Regions from separate parts of the Mus musculus genome. Here region 2 is linked to region 1. The links are chromatin contacts, called in public Hi-C maps. All regions are on one chromosome and are shown on one strand. The core of a region is the stretch at or near the end of the contact, and the rest is flanking DNA. Distances in the headings are between cores, read along the strand shown. Region 1 has its middle 44 kb from the start of Gm40423. Region 2 has its middle 36 kb from the start of Gm40423.

Region 1 (6,640 bases), core at 3,133-5,632:
GAAATCTCCAAAATACAAATGAGTTTGAACAACTTTATGCATGCTTAGCTGGTTAATTGAGTAGTCTCTTTTATGTAGAACCTTGCTGACTTTCTTGCCTGTTTGTGTTGAAGTTGTATTGTTAGCACTTTCTGTGTCTTTGCTGGGGATCGTTTGTCAGTTTTATGTGTTGGAGATTTCTTTTACCATTCTGTGACTTACCTTTTCTCATAATGTTAACTTTTGTTGAACAAAAGATCTTACACTATTTCAAATTTACTATTCTTTTTCCTACATTGTTGACCTTAGTAACCTATCTTAGGGCCTGTGAAGGCACAACTTTGGATGGCTGTGGTTTGTTGTTCTTCTTCCTCATGGAGATCTGATTTTTCTAGTACCACTGGCAATGTCTTTGTCCTTTGCCACCACCATCTATATCAAGTCAGTGGCTACTTGGCCTCTATTCTAGTCCACTGGTATAGTCCACTGGTATATGTGTTTGTCTTCATACCAGTAACTCACTGACATGTTTATCATCACTATGTTCTCCCAGAATATTTTACAGTGCATGATTCTTTGCCTTCCCATATAAATAGCTTGTGAAATCCAAGTGCAACAACAAAACTGGAGAGAATTTCAGTTTGGCTAAGGATGGGGTGGTAAGGAACAATGTCACACTCACACTTAACACAGGGAGGAAAACCTGTATGAACTACAGAGTTGTAGTTTTCTCAAAACTACTCAACGGAAGTTATGCAACAACCACAGCTGGCCTTCAGACTAAGTGGGCGTATCCTGTCCATCACAACCACTCTCTGGGTGTTGCCACATCCAATGATGAAACTGCCCAGCTACACCTTTGCAAGTTCTCCCCACCCCTTTCTCAGCCATGCTTTTTACTGTAATGCACACGATATTCACCTTAAAGAGGTCACTGTCTTCTATTTTCTATTATTTTTAGCAGATTTTTGTTTTGGAAATAGAATTTGCTATGTAGATAAGACTGGCCTTGAACTGGAAATCCTCCTGCCTCCGTGTCCTGAGTTTAAGGATACAGGAGTGATCATCATTGTGTAGTGCCTTACTTTAAGTTACTCTGAAAGACAATTGAGCACGTTGAAAGTGATGGCAGCATATGGTAGTTTAATAACAAGTGCAAACAACATATATGGTGTCTCATGTGTGGCCAAATGATGAGTAGTGAGGGTGTGCTACCAGTAAGCCCTACATGAGAACTTTGGCTTGAATGTAGATAAAAAATAACTAAAGCCAAACGGTGTAAAATATTGAATATTTTAAAAGTGGAATAATTTTAAACATACAAACAAACTTTATCCAAAACCAAGCAGAAATAAAGATACAAAAGAGAAAATTAAAAACCAGTAGCATTCAAACATATACATAACTTCAGGAACCAAAAATATCCAAGCATACTAATGAAAAGAAACTGTCAGACTGAATAAAAGGAAAGCCTAGCGAACACAGAGGTGGATGCTCACAGTCAGCTATTGGATGGATCACAGGGCCCCTAATGGAGGGGCTAGAGAAAGTACCCAAGGAGCTAAAGAGATCTGCAGCCCTATAGGTGGAACAACAATATGAACTAACCAGTACCCCGGAGCTCTTGTCTCTAGCTGCATATGTATCAGAAGATGGCCTAGTCGGCCATCATTGGGAAGAGAGGCCCCTTGGTCTTGCAAACTTTAACGGGGGGAACGCCAGGGCCAAAAAGTGGGAATGGGTGGGTAGGGAGTGGGGGGGGGTCTGGGGCACTTTTGGGATAGCATTTGAAATGTAAATGAAGAAAATACCTAATTAAAAAAATTAATTAAAGAAAGAAAGAAAGAAAGAAAGAAAGAAAGAAAGAAAGAAAGAAAGAAAGAAAGAGAAAGAAAGACCCAACTCTATACTGCCCAGAAGAAAGCCACCTGTCTCCCATCCCTCAGACACTGTCTCGCTTTGTTGCCTCTAATTCATTGGTCTCTGACTCCTGGGCTCCCGTGATCCTACCTCCACCTCATAAGCAACCAAGAGTACAAGTACAAAATACCATATCCAATATTTTTACCATTAATTTATTTATTTACTTTACATCCCAATAGCAGCTCCCCCTACTCCCAGTCCCTGTCTCATATGACCCCTCCCCCATACCCCTTCTCTTCTACTCTGAGAATGGGGAGGCTCCCCTCGGTACCAACCCACCTTAGTACATCAAGTCACTGCAGGACTAGGCACATCCTCTCCTCCTGAGGCCAGACAAGGGTAACAGGATCCACAGGCAAGCAACAGTCAGGGACAGCCCCTGCCCCAGTTGTGGGGGAGGGGGGGGCACACGAAGATCAAGTTATCTAAATTACATATTTTTATTAATATTTTTACTAAATTCTTTGAGAATTTTATACCATGTATTTTGAACATATTCACTCCCTGCTCTCTCTCAACTCCTTTCGGTTCCAACCTCTTTTCCTGCTGCCTCCCCATAACCCACAAATTCCAATCTGTGCTATCCATACCTGAGTGTGGGGCCATTCACTGGAGTGGGGTTGACCTGTAACAAGTCAGACCCTTAGAGATGACTGACTCTTCATCCCCTGGCAGCTAACAGCTGTCCATAGCAGCTTGGTTAGGGAGGGAGGGTCATGAGCCCTTTCTACTCCATACAAGCATGTAAACTGGCTTGAGCTAAATGTAAAAATGTAAATAGTTTAAAAGAAAAGAGTGAACAAGTTAAACTGCATAGACATCAAAAGACAAATGAAGTGACTGTAGTATAGTTAGATACCCTAGATTTCGGGGCGAAGAGTGTTTCTAGGGATGGAGAAAGGCACTCTGTAATAATAAAGGTGCTATAGCAGAGAAGATAGTATGATTCTAAACAGTCTTCAAATGCAGAAAACATGGTCTGGTAAGCTAATGATAAATAGATTCACAACTGCCTAGTTGAGGATTTCAGTTCTCATCTTACCATCATCAATGGAGAAGAACAAGTCACCAGTGAGCATTAAAGAGCTGAGTCACTAACTCAGCACTTACGGGCCACTCTGGTCCCAAACAGCAAAATGCGCGTTATGTTCTTACACAAGCCGAACACTTATCACGGTGGAGAATAACCTCCTATAGCACAATTCTGTTCTCAATTCCAAATTCCCCAGGAGTCAAAAGGAAGAAAGACGTATTCATAAAGCATGCTGAACTGACTAGACATGATCCACCTTCGTGAGGTGCAGAGGGAAATTTATGATACTCTTTATATTTGAAAGGAAGACAGATGTATCAAGGAAGTGAGCTTCTATCTTAGTGACCTAGAGACAGTGCAAATTAAGCCCAAAGCGGGGCGGGGGGGAGGGGGTGAAATGGAGAGGAGAAGCTATAGGGGAAATACTGAGATCAAATGCTGGCATTTTGAAAATATGAACAAAATCAATAAGCTGTAGTCAGATTTATTAAGAAGAGAGAGGACAAAAATCACCCAATCAGAAAAGAGAGGACAAAAATCATCCAATCAGGAACGAGTGAGGCGGTGCCAAAGTCCTACAGTTAATTAAAAACACATTAGGAACTGTTAGCAATTTTACACCCGTAAATCTAGCAACTTGGTGAACTATCCATACCGTGAAAGAAGTGATCAAAGCACTTTCCAGAAATAAATAACCTGACCAGTGTAAGCTACAGAAGTACAACTTCAAACTTCAGGCCTAGATGCCTTCACTGGCAAGCCTTCCCAACAGTAAAGGAAAAAACAGGGCTAGTTCTAGACAAACGATTCAGACAGCAGATAAGAGAGCAGATCCTAGCTCGTTTATGAAGCTGTCATTGACCTGACACTCAAGCCTGTCACAGACAGATTCAGCCAAATACTTCTCATTAATACACACAAATTCTGTAGACAGGACAGGGCCAGAAAGATGGCTCAGCTGGTAAAGTCCTTGCCTCACTAGCCTAACAACCAGGGTTCAATCCCTGGACCCCAAATAAAGGACGGACACCACAGAGTTACCTTTCACCTCTACACTGTGGAATCTCTCCTCCAGTACACGCATTATAAAAAAATTAATAATGATAATGTGATGAGTAAGTATAACAACTGTAATAAACCTTAGCAAAAATCTTTAGTTGATTCCAGAGGGGAATCTCTTCTCCAAATAGAGGCATATGACAGTAATGGTTAATATTAATTTTCAACTAGGATCTAGTTGGGAGATCGGCCTCTAGGCCTGCCTGTGAGAGAGTATCTTCATTCATTTAATTGAAGTGGGAAGGCAGCCCCCTGTGGGTATGCCATTCTCAGTCTGGGCTCCTGGCCTATGGAGGAGGAAAGCGAAGCCGCACGAATAGCAGCACGCATTTATGGCTCTCTGTGCCTCGACTGTGGTGCACTGTGACCGGCTTTTCACACTTCTGAACCTTGACTCTTTCAGCACGATGACTGGTTCCCCTGAACGGGAGCCAAATAACCCCTTTGTCCCCAAGTTACTCTATCATCACAGCAACAGGAAAAGAAACCAAGACAATAAACGAGAGTTTCTTTCATTTTTTTTTAAATGGGAATAGAAGGTTAGCCAATAGTTGAAAGCCAATCCATGCAAACAGCAAATTAAATTAAATAAAAGACCATGTTTATCTCAGTAGATATCACCAAAACATATGATGAAGAATCTTCATTTACAATATAAAAAATATCCTCAGCAATGTAGAAATAGAAGAGTCTCTGGAAATTTATTTTATTTTGAGTGTGTGTGATGTGGAGCAACAACTTATTTTCACATTTATTGCTTTTTTAATTATTTGGACTAAAGTTTCCAGACAGTACCAAGGCTTCATGGTTTATGTCTATAATCTCAGTATTTTGAAAGGTGAGGTAGGAGATTGCCACAAGTTTGAGTCTAGTCTGGGCTACCTAGCACATTCCAGGCCAGTAGGCTTCAGAGTGAGACTCTGCCTTAGAATTTTTTTCCTTAGCATATAGTGACCACAGAACTTCAAACATTTTCCTAATTTAAACAACATTTAAGCCCAGTCACCAGTTTCAGTTTCCTAGAAGAGCTTGAAAGCTTTGTTGAACTCAGATACCCAGCTCCTTAAAAACCGTGGGTCATGACCCCACATGGGGCCACATAACTAACTGTGAGTATTGCGAAACATTGGCAATTGGTAACAGATTCCTGAACATACAATGACCAGAAATTAATTCAAAATCAAGTAGGTAGCGAACCCCTGAGCATCTCGAGCCGTGTTTGCCTGTGCTGCACTGCAGTCTTGGTTCTGAATGGTGTGTGCACTTTGCATTGCATATGCCACTGCCCACACAGAGCCAGAATACGCTGCACAAAACATCATGCCCAGATTCTGGACTGCTATATGCTGAAATTAAAGTGATTTTACTATACATACAAAGGTTTCTGGTCTTAAACATTAATATTTATAAAGAGCAAAGACTTCATTATCATTCCTCAGCATGAATCAAGTTATTATTTCTTTGGATTACATCGTATTAGAATGATTTTTTTTAATTTCTATTTGAGTTGCTGACAAGTTTCATTTTTAAAAAGTTGAATGAATTTTGGCTTGAGATTAAGACAGAATTTCCAGTGGTTTCTGAAAGGGATCGCAACACACACATGCAATTTGTACCACATACTTGTGTCCTGTGTCGTCCTTAGCCCTGACAATTATAAATCAGATATTAATCAACTCTGAAAAATGTTGAAGATGCGTATGGTGGTTTGAATGAGAGACTCTTACAGTCATTTTTGAACGCTTGTTTCTCAGTTGGTGAAACCCTCTGGGAAGGGTTACATGTGGCCTTTTTGGAGGAGGTGTGTCACTTAGGGTAAACTTGAGGTTTCCAAAACCTTTGCCATTATCTCTGCCTCTCTATCTCATTATTGCTGCCTCAAGATGTAAGCTCTCAGCATTGCTTCAGCACCATGCCTGCCTGCTGTAATGCTCCCACCCTGATGGCCATGAACTAACCTTCCACAACTGTAAGCAAGCCCTTGATGAAGTGCTTTCTTTTGTAAGATGCTTTGGTCATGATATATCTTCACACCAGTAGAGCAGTGACTAAGACAATGCCCTATGTCCCAAAGTATCAGATATTCAGCCAATAATTCTTATAAAAATAGATGAATACAGCCACCACCTCATTCATATGTAAATTTACCTTAAAAATCTTTAAATGGTAAAATTATATGTATAGCAAAGAATTGTTTTAAAAACTTGTTTATTATGTGTTCTCAGTAAATGTCTGAGTACTTTTTATTTTAGCCTGTATACCCAGGGTCACATACAAATCTATTCGGTGAAAGGGGATCACACATGGAATGGCTGAGGCAGTCTAGTCTGCATGTTAGTGATGTGTCGGTCTCATTTCTAGCTCTGTGATGTTGTTAGTCATGATTATAACTTTATAGGATTTAAAAGTATCATGCACACAAATCTTTGGACATACCTATTGTAGATTATCTAAACTAGGCTAATTGAGGTGGGAAAACACACCCAAAATATGGATGGTACCATTCCATGGGCTAGAGTCCTCTGGTGAACAGAAGGGAGAGTGCGCTGAGCACAGCCTTCATCTGCCTCTGCATCCAGATGCACTTCGACAAGCTGTCTCGTGTACCTGCCGCCGTTACTTCCTCACTGGATGGACTGTCCCCTT
Region 2 (6,378 bases), core at 1,393-3,892, 78 kb after region 1:
GTCAGAAAGGGAAAGCAACCAGCTTAGCTGGCATTTTTGGAGCGTTCCCCGATGGCAGTGATGGTTATCAGTGTCATGGTTCAGTCCTCTTCAGCTCACCTAAACCCCACTGCCCAACAGACTTGACCTCCCAGCAAAATGTTGTAGCTCTCTTCAAGATACACGCCATCTGAAGTAAGTCTCAAGACAGCCCTGAGTGTGCGACACAGATTCATGCCTCCATTTACAGGTCAGCGCCCTGGGGTATCAGTGGGCCTACCCCCACTTTCTGAGTGTTTTCCTTATTCTCTTGCCCAAGCCGGAGGCAGCAGTGTGTACACTATGCCAGTGCCCCATATACTGACTCTTCTGATGCTTAATCAAACAGCATTAATCAAATAGTGTTGGAAGAATGTTATGAACACTGAACGCTTTCATTTATCAAGTCCCTTTATTACATGGCAAGAAAATACTTCTAGCTCTTAGAGGCAAAGTGCCATAAAAATTAGACACATGGCAGTTCCTACCCACTTCTCTTCAGGGCCGTTCTGGTTACAATGATGTCACTGTTAGGCATTCAGGCATTCAAGGATGTAGCAGCCTTTCTACCGGCAGCTTAGGCAAGTCAGCGCCGTTCAGTGAGATTAGCGTCTTGAACAAAGAGAGCCCGTGTTCTGATCCCAGCTGGCTCACTGTACATCAGTGGTGCAGTCATGTAGCCTATCTGGCTTTGAATTCCTCTACCCATGAAGAAACTGAAACCCCATGTTCTCAGGAGTCACGCTGAAGACCGGTGTAAACACTTCAGGTTCACACCAAAGGCCAAAGAAAGGGCAATCCTTACAGTTGAGTCACATGTTCAGAGAACCACAGGGCTAGATTTTGAAAAATCCTGTGAGCATCATAGAATATATTCACACAAACTAAGACAGCTGCAATGTCCCTAGATGACAGAGTCTCCGGGACTGCCATCTTGTGTGCTGTCTGCTGCTTTTTGAGACGTTATACAGCGTGTGACTGTAATTTTCTGTTTTCCCCTTCTTGGGAGCCAAGGGAAGAAAGATCTCTCCCTAACTCTGCTTTGCCAGAATCCAGACAGGAACTCTTCTTTCTGAAGTCTATCCTCCCCACTGTCACAGGGGCAGACGATACTAGTACTATCAGATTGTATCCACCCGTGTTTCTGCATGGGCAGCGCATCCTTAGGAACAGGCAGCTTGTCTCTGAGGCAGGTTTCCTGGGTAGATGCAATTATTCACCCAGCTGGGAAGAAATGAATACTATTTATGTCCTCCTCAGCTAACTGCCTATTCCTCCACACTCAGATTTGAAAATAACTGGCTTGGTTGGCTCACCTGACTTCTAGGCTCTGGCTGTCTCGGTCCTTGAATCTCTTGATAAGCCGGACCTTTGCCTGTCTGGGCCTCAGATCCAGTCGCAGCAGGAGTCCTTGAATTAGAATAAAGTCACTCTGCATGCAGACAACAGGCTGTGCATCTCAGGAGTCCAGTAGGCTCCTCTCAAGTGCCCTTCCCCACCCCCCACCCCCACCCCCCAAGATGACCTCAAGGGGTTTCAAGGTCCTGTCTGTCCTGGGCTGACAAGTTACTGTGTATGTTTCCTCACCAACCACCCAGGAACAGTCCTGTGAAAAAGTGCTGGTGACGAGTCTACACTTAAGCCTACATTTGGTGGGAAACAGCCAGACATGATTGGCAGCGTCTTTCCTAGGTGTGGAAGGGAGGGCTCACATGTATTCCAGGTATTTGTTGTTAAGGGCCTGGCTCTATGGTCTTAGATCCAGTCTTCTATGGTTTTAAACATCTTTATTCAGCTCACAGATTCTCCTCATGGATGCATCGCACAGCACTGTGTCTTCCTTGATAAGAATAGCATGCTTAAAAGCACACATTTGCACTTTATTTTAACTGCCCTTCTTAATACAGTGATTTTTGGAGGAAGGATTTTTTTTTAATGCTACAGAGTTCTTTGGGGGAAAAAAACGTTAGAAATAGATACTTGAAATTTTTCACCCAATAAATGAGGCTTTACTGGTAATTACTATATGCCAAGCTTATAAAAATGAAACGACACAGACTCTCCTTGCAGAAGCCCATGCTCTGGGCTGGAAAAGTCACATGCTAACAAGTACTATAGCTGTATCATGAAGTGTTCCCTCCAAGGGAAGCTGCTATGGTATTCTTGGAAATACAAATGTTTTCTTCACTCGTTTTCCTTTTCTGAAGAGGCTGAGCTGCTGCAGGAAGATCTACACCCGCCCAGTTGTGTTCCATCAGGGATTCTCAATTCAGAGTGCCACAGATCCTCTGTGCCTGTAAAAATGCTTCCAAGCAGCAAGCAGCCCCTGAACTGGCTGCTGTTCCCAAGCGAGGTGGCGGCAGCTCTCAGCCTCCTGCGGTCCATGCTGCTGCTTCCCTGTGCTCCTCGTGTTAAGTGCTTAGCTGTCTACTTAGCTCATGAACAATCTGTTCCCTAGCCCTGAGGCCTCGGGCTCCAGCCCCTTCACCTACTCATATTGGGAACTTCATCTGAAATCAGCACCGCTGCCCGTTCTTAGCACTGCCAGTCCACTCAGGCCAGTCCTGACCCTGAGTCATCTGGCATGCACAGACCCATTTCCACTAAGGGTCACTGTGTCAGGAGTCACCCATGCAGCTGCAACGTGGTGTGGCGGGAGAGCTGGGAAATGCCTGTGCTGCTTTGGCGCTGTCCAGGTATTTCCGCATTTGTTTTCCTAGTGACTCCGGGCTGAGTTACAGGGCTCATCAGCATGTTTGGCAATACAGAGGCACAGCCTTGGCCTGGAGACGGCTTCAGCCATCTGTTCTTTTCAGTGATAGGGAGAATGAGGCTGGGTTTGCTAGAGCCTGAGAAACACAGCAATGGTTTCTGAGGAGTGTGATCAATCCCGGTGCACATTTGGCTTTGCGTTTGTCTACGGGGATACCTAAAGTCACTGGGTGGTGGCCAGAAACTTGTGGTCAGAAACAGAAGGCAGGTTGTTGGTTTCTGAGGACTCAGGGAAGAGAGTGGGAAGTTGGGATAAATGGCTACAGAATGTTTAGAGTAGAATGATACAAATATTCTAAAATTAGAGAAGTAATATTTGCCCAACTCTACAAATACCCAAATCCCCTGTATCATATACTTTAGCAGAGCTGGGGGTCAAACCCAGGACTTTGTGCAAGCTAGGCGAGTACTGTCTACCCCTTACCCTAAATTACAAAGTTTAGAGGGTCTTTTATTGGATAGAGAGTATATCTCAATAAAGACATTGCTTTAAAAAGAAATCCATAATTTATAGTGAAAATAAATCTGAAAAGTTAGTCCACGAATTCCCGCAGTGTGTTCCTCAGTGGACTTATGAAATTATGCCAAATTTGTATCCTCACTTGAGGGGTTAAGTCAGCTGGAAAGGCAGGTATGCCCTGGACACAGGGCCCCAACCTCTACTTTCTCTCTGGAAGACTGGATCTGTCTTTGAGGGGACACATAGCGTTCATGTGGAATTGCCCTCAGCTGTGGTATCTGACCTCAACTCCTTCTATGACCAAAATCAAAAACCCTCCAAACAATCTTCTAAACTCCACAGGTTATACTTTTTAGCCTCTAGAAGTGTTCCACATCTGGCCCCCAACCTTCCCTCCAAACCAGACCCTGAATGACCCTGATAAATGCAACCCAGTTGTCCAACACCCACCTCTCTCCTGCAGAACAAAACCAATTGCAAACAGATGGGAATTTCCACGTGGGCCAAATGGACATCAGGCAGGAGAACAGAGGGACCCTGTTGGGAGATGTTGCCTAGTAGGGAGGCAGGCAGGAGTTCACTTCCTGGGGGCCCACTGGCTGTAAAGTGCTCTGAGATATGAGTACCCCAGGGGAGGGGAAACTGTAGAGGCCAGCACAGCTAAGTGCTGTATTTGGCAACTCCAGGAGGAAAGGGCTGGTGGGAGGACAGGAAGACTCAGAGCTTCTAGAAAGCAGACACTTCCTACTTAAAAGATGTCTGAGGAGTTGAGTGGGGACTCATGGGGCCTTCTGTGAAGACCTGGACTGGATGGGAAGTTCATTTGACAGAGAGAATAGAAACAAGACAGTTCATTTTTATTTTTGATGAAGTGAAACTTCAGCTTTAAAAAAAAAAAACAAAAAAACCAACAACAACCAAAATCTTGTGGTAACCAAAGTCTATTTCACAGATAAACACAGAAAAGCGCCATTGGCTATAGACATCCACCTTCAGGAACTGTGCCCTGAAAACCACGTGAGTGGCTGTTTGAAGGTCATGAATGGATTTGACTGAGCTGTCTAGCAGGAGAAGAAAACAAGCAAGCAGAAAGGGAAGAGTTTAAAATAACAAGGGGAATCTTTAAATAGAGCTATAGAGCTGCATAATGAACCTAGTCCAAGGGTTACAAACAAGCTTTTCCTTCAAAGTTTCTATGGTAACTAGATAGAATCTACAGCAAGAGTGTTGTTAATGAAATACTTCTGGGCCAATGTGTAGCAGTTAAGTAATGCATAGTGACTTTGTACAGGCTCCAACACAGGTCATGTTTTAGCTGCTGTGTCCTTGATTCCTAGCAAAAATTAGACATTGAATATGGTGAGACTCGGGTTACTACAGGCCCTGATTTATCTCCATAGCAGAAATCTTGAAGGCTGGTGTTGATCCAAATCACTTGGAATGAAAAGAGATCGCCCGCTTCCTGGTTCCCCTGCCTTCAGCAACAGTTTAGGTCCATTTGACACATGTGCAGTGTTAATTTGGACAGTTAGAGTAAGTGCTTGTGACTAACTAATTTTATCTGTACACAAAGAACAAACACAGTCTGCCGAGGTAAGTTGGAAGCTATTTTTGAACGTGTCTAGGAAGCAGTGGAAAGGCTTGGACATGGGGGCCAAGCAATGATCCTCGAATCCAGCCAATTGTGAGCAATGAATCACAGAGCAGATTGCTGAACCTTCCTTTCTGTCTCAGTTTCTCATGAAATGAGCCCAAAGATAGAATTGACCTAAAAGTTGGCTGATGGATTAAAGGAGATTGAAATATATATTATGTCCATAAAAACCTGCCTACAAACATCACATTTGCAACATATGTCCTAGAGTTCTTTCTCTGATGTCATTTTGGCTGATGTAGTCCCAACTCCCATTGTAAGATCAGAAAACCCTGAAACTAAAACTTTACAAAGCACAAATGGGAAAAAAATTGCAAACCAATATTCTTCATGACTGTAAATATACAAATTCATAAATAAAATGTGTAATAAGAATTTTTGGCAAGTCAATAGGTCTATAAACTTTGGTTAGGTAGAATCATTTAAGTTATCAATACTATCAACACTAATACATTTTGAGCCCCAGACAATGCTGGGTCCACGTATATAATATTTTATCCCAGCCTCAATGTCATCATTTTATAGTGTAGGCTTACTATAAAACATATTTAACCTCAAATCATGAGGCTATTAAACAGTTGAGCCTTGACTCAACATATACAGCAAGCATGCTATATATAAAGACAGTTTCACCTTTTATAAAATTATATTCATGATACTTATTTCTTTTCTTGCTTTATTGCACTGGTTGTGGCCTTGATGTTCAGTGACAACTGGAAACAATAAGATAAACATCCTTGCCTAGGTCTCGTCCCCAGCCGGGGAGCAGACAGTATTTTGGTACTAAGTGCAATGCTTGTAGATTTCACAGATATTCTTTAATGTACTCAGGAGAGTTCACTCTGGCTTTCATTTACTGACAGTTTTTAGTGCACACAAATATAGAATTTGTTGATTCTGTTTTATCGAGACAATGGTATGGCTTTTCTCTTTTATTGTGCTAAAGTAATGAATTTCAATGACTGATTTCTAGGGACTTCACTAGCTTTTATTCAAGTTCGTGAATGTATTGTTCTTAAATTTTTGGTGTGAATTTTTACGTTTATGGGAAATACTGGACTTTGATGTCCTTTGCTTTTTTTGAAAGAACCTGGGACTGTATCAGGTGAAGTCTCAAAGGCAAAAAGAGGGTGTGTGTGTGTGTGTGTGTGTGTGTGTGTGTGTGTGTGTGTGTGTGTGACCAGGAAAGACAAGCTATCAACCCTGGACTCTGGAGGCCACTCAGACTTTCTCTGACTCAGAGAAACTGAGAGACCACAGTCAGACCCACTCAGATTATTGAGGATAATCTTCTTTACTTAAAACCAACCCACTGTAGTTGTGACTAATAGCTACAAAATACCTATGAGGAAACACCTAGCTGAGTGGGTGGAGCCGATGCATTAAACTGGCCAGCTCAGGCCACTCTTGTTACATCCACCCACGCCCATTCCTTAAGTCACACTTAAATACTCACAGAAAAGGACAAAGCCAT

Evidence for each region. Hi-C and Micro-C count contacts between places; a contact is called where the count stands out from the background.
Region 2: a Hi-C map of liver shows a contact between it and region 1, with 2.9 times the contacts expected there. The contact joins two enhancer-like sites. A contact is called at or near these places in 3 of 484 Hi-C or Micro-C datasets (liver and nephron progenitors) and 5 of 115 datasets of contacts at active chromatin or transcription factors (embryonic fibroblasts, embryonic stem cells, intestinal crypt epithelium and 2 more).

The regions. Positions count from the first base shown.
Region 1 is chr12:52,314,234-52,320,873 of GRCm38.p6, forward strand. No RefSeq gene overlaps it. Among named protein-coding and RNA genes, the nearest start is that of Gm40423, 44 kb to the right of the region's middle. Within about 2 kb of position 4,383, at least 8 of the 459 cell types and tissues checked have an H3K27ac peak or open chromatin away from gene starts, as enhancers often do. A contact at or near this core is called in liver, where this site is marked.
Region 2 is chr12:52,393,944-52,400,321 of GRCm38.p6, forward strand. No RefSeq gene overlaps it. Among named protein-coding and RNA genes, the nearest start is that of Gm40423, 36 kb to the left of the region's middle. Within about 2 kb of position 2,643, at least 97 of the 459 cell types and tissues checked have an H3K27ac peak or open chromatin away from gene starts, as enhancers often do. A contact at or near this core is called in liver, where this site is marked.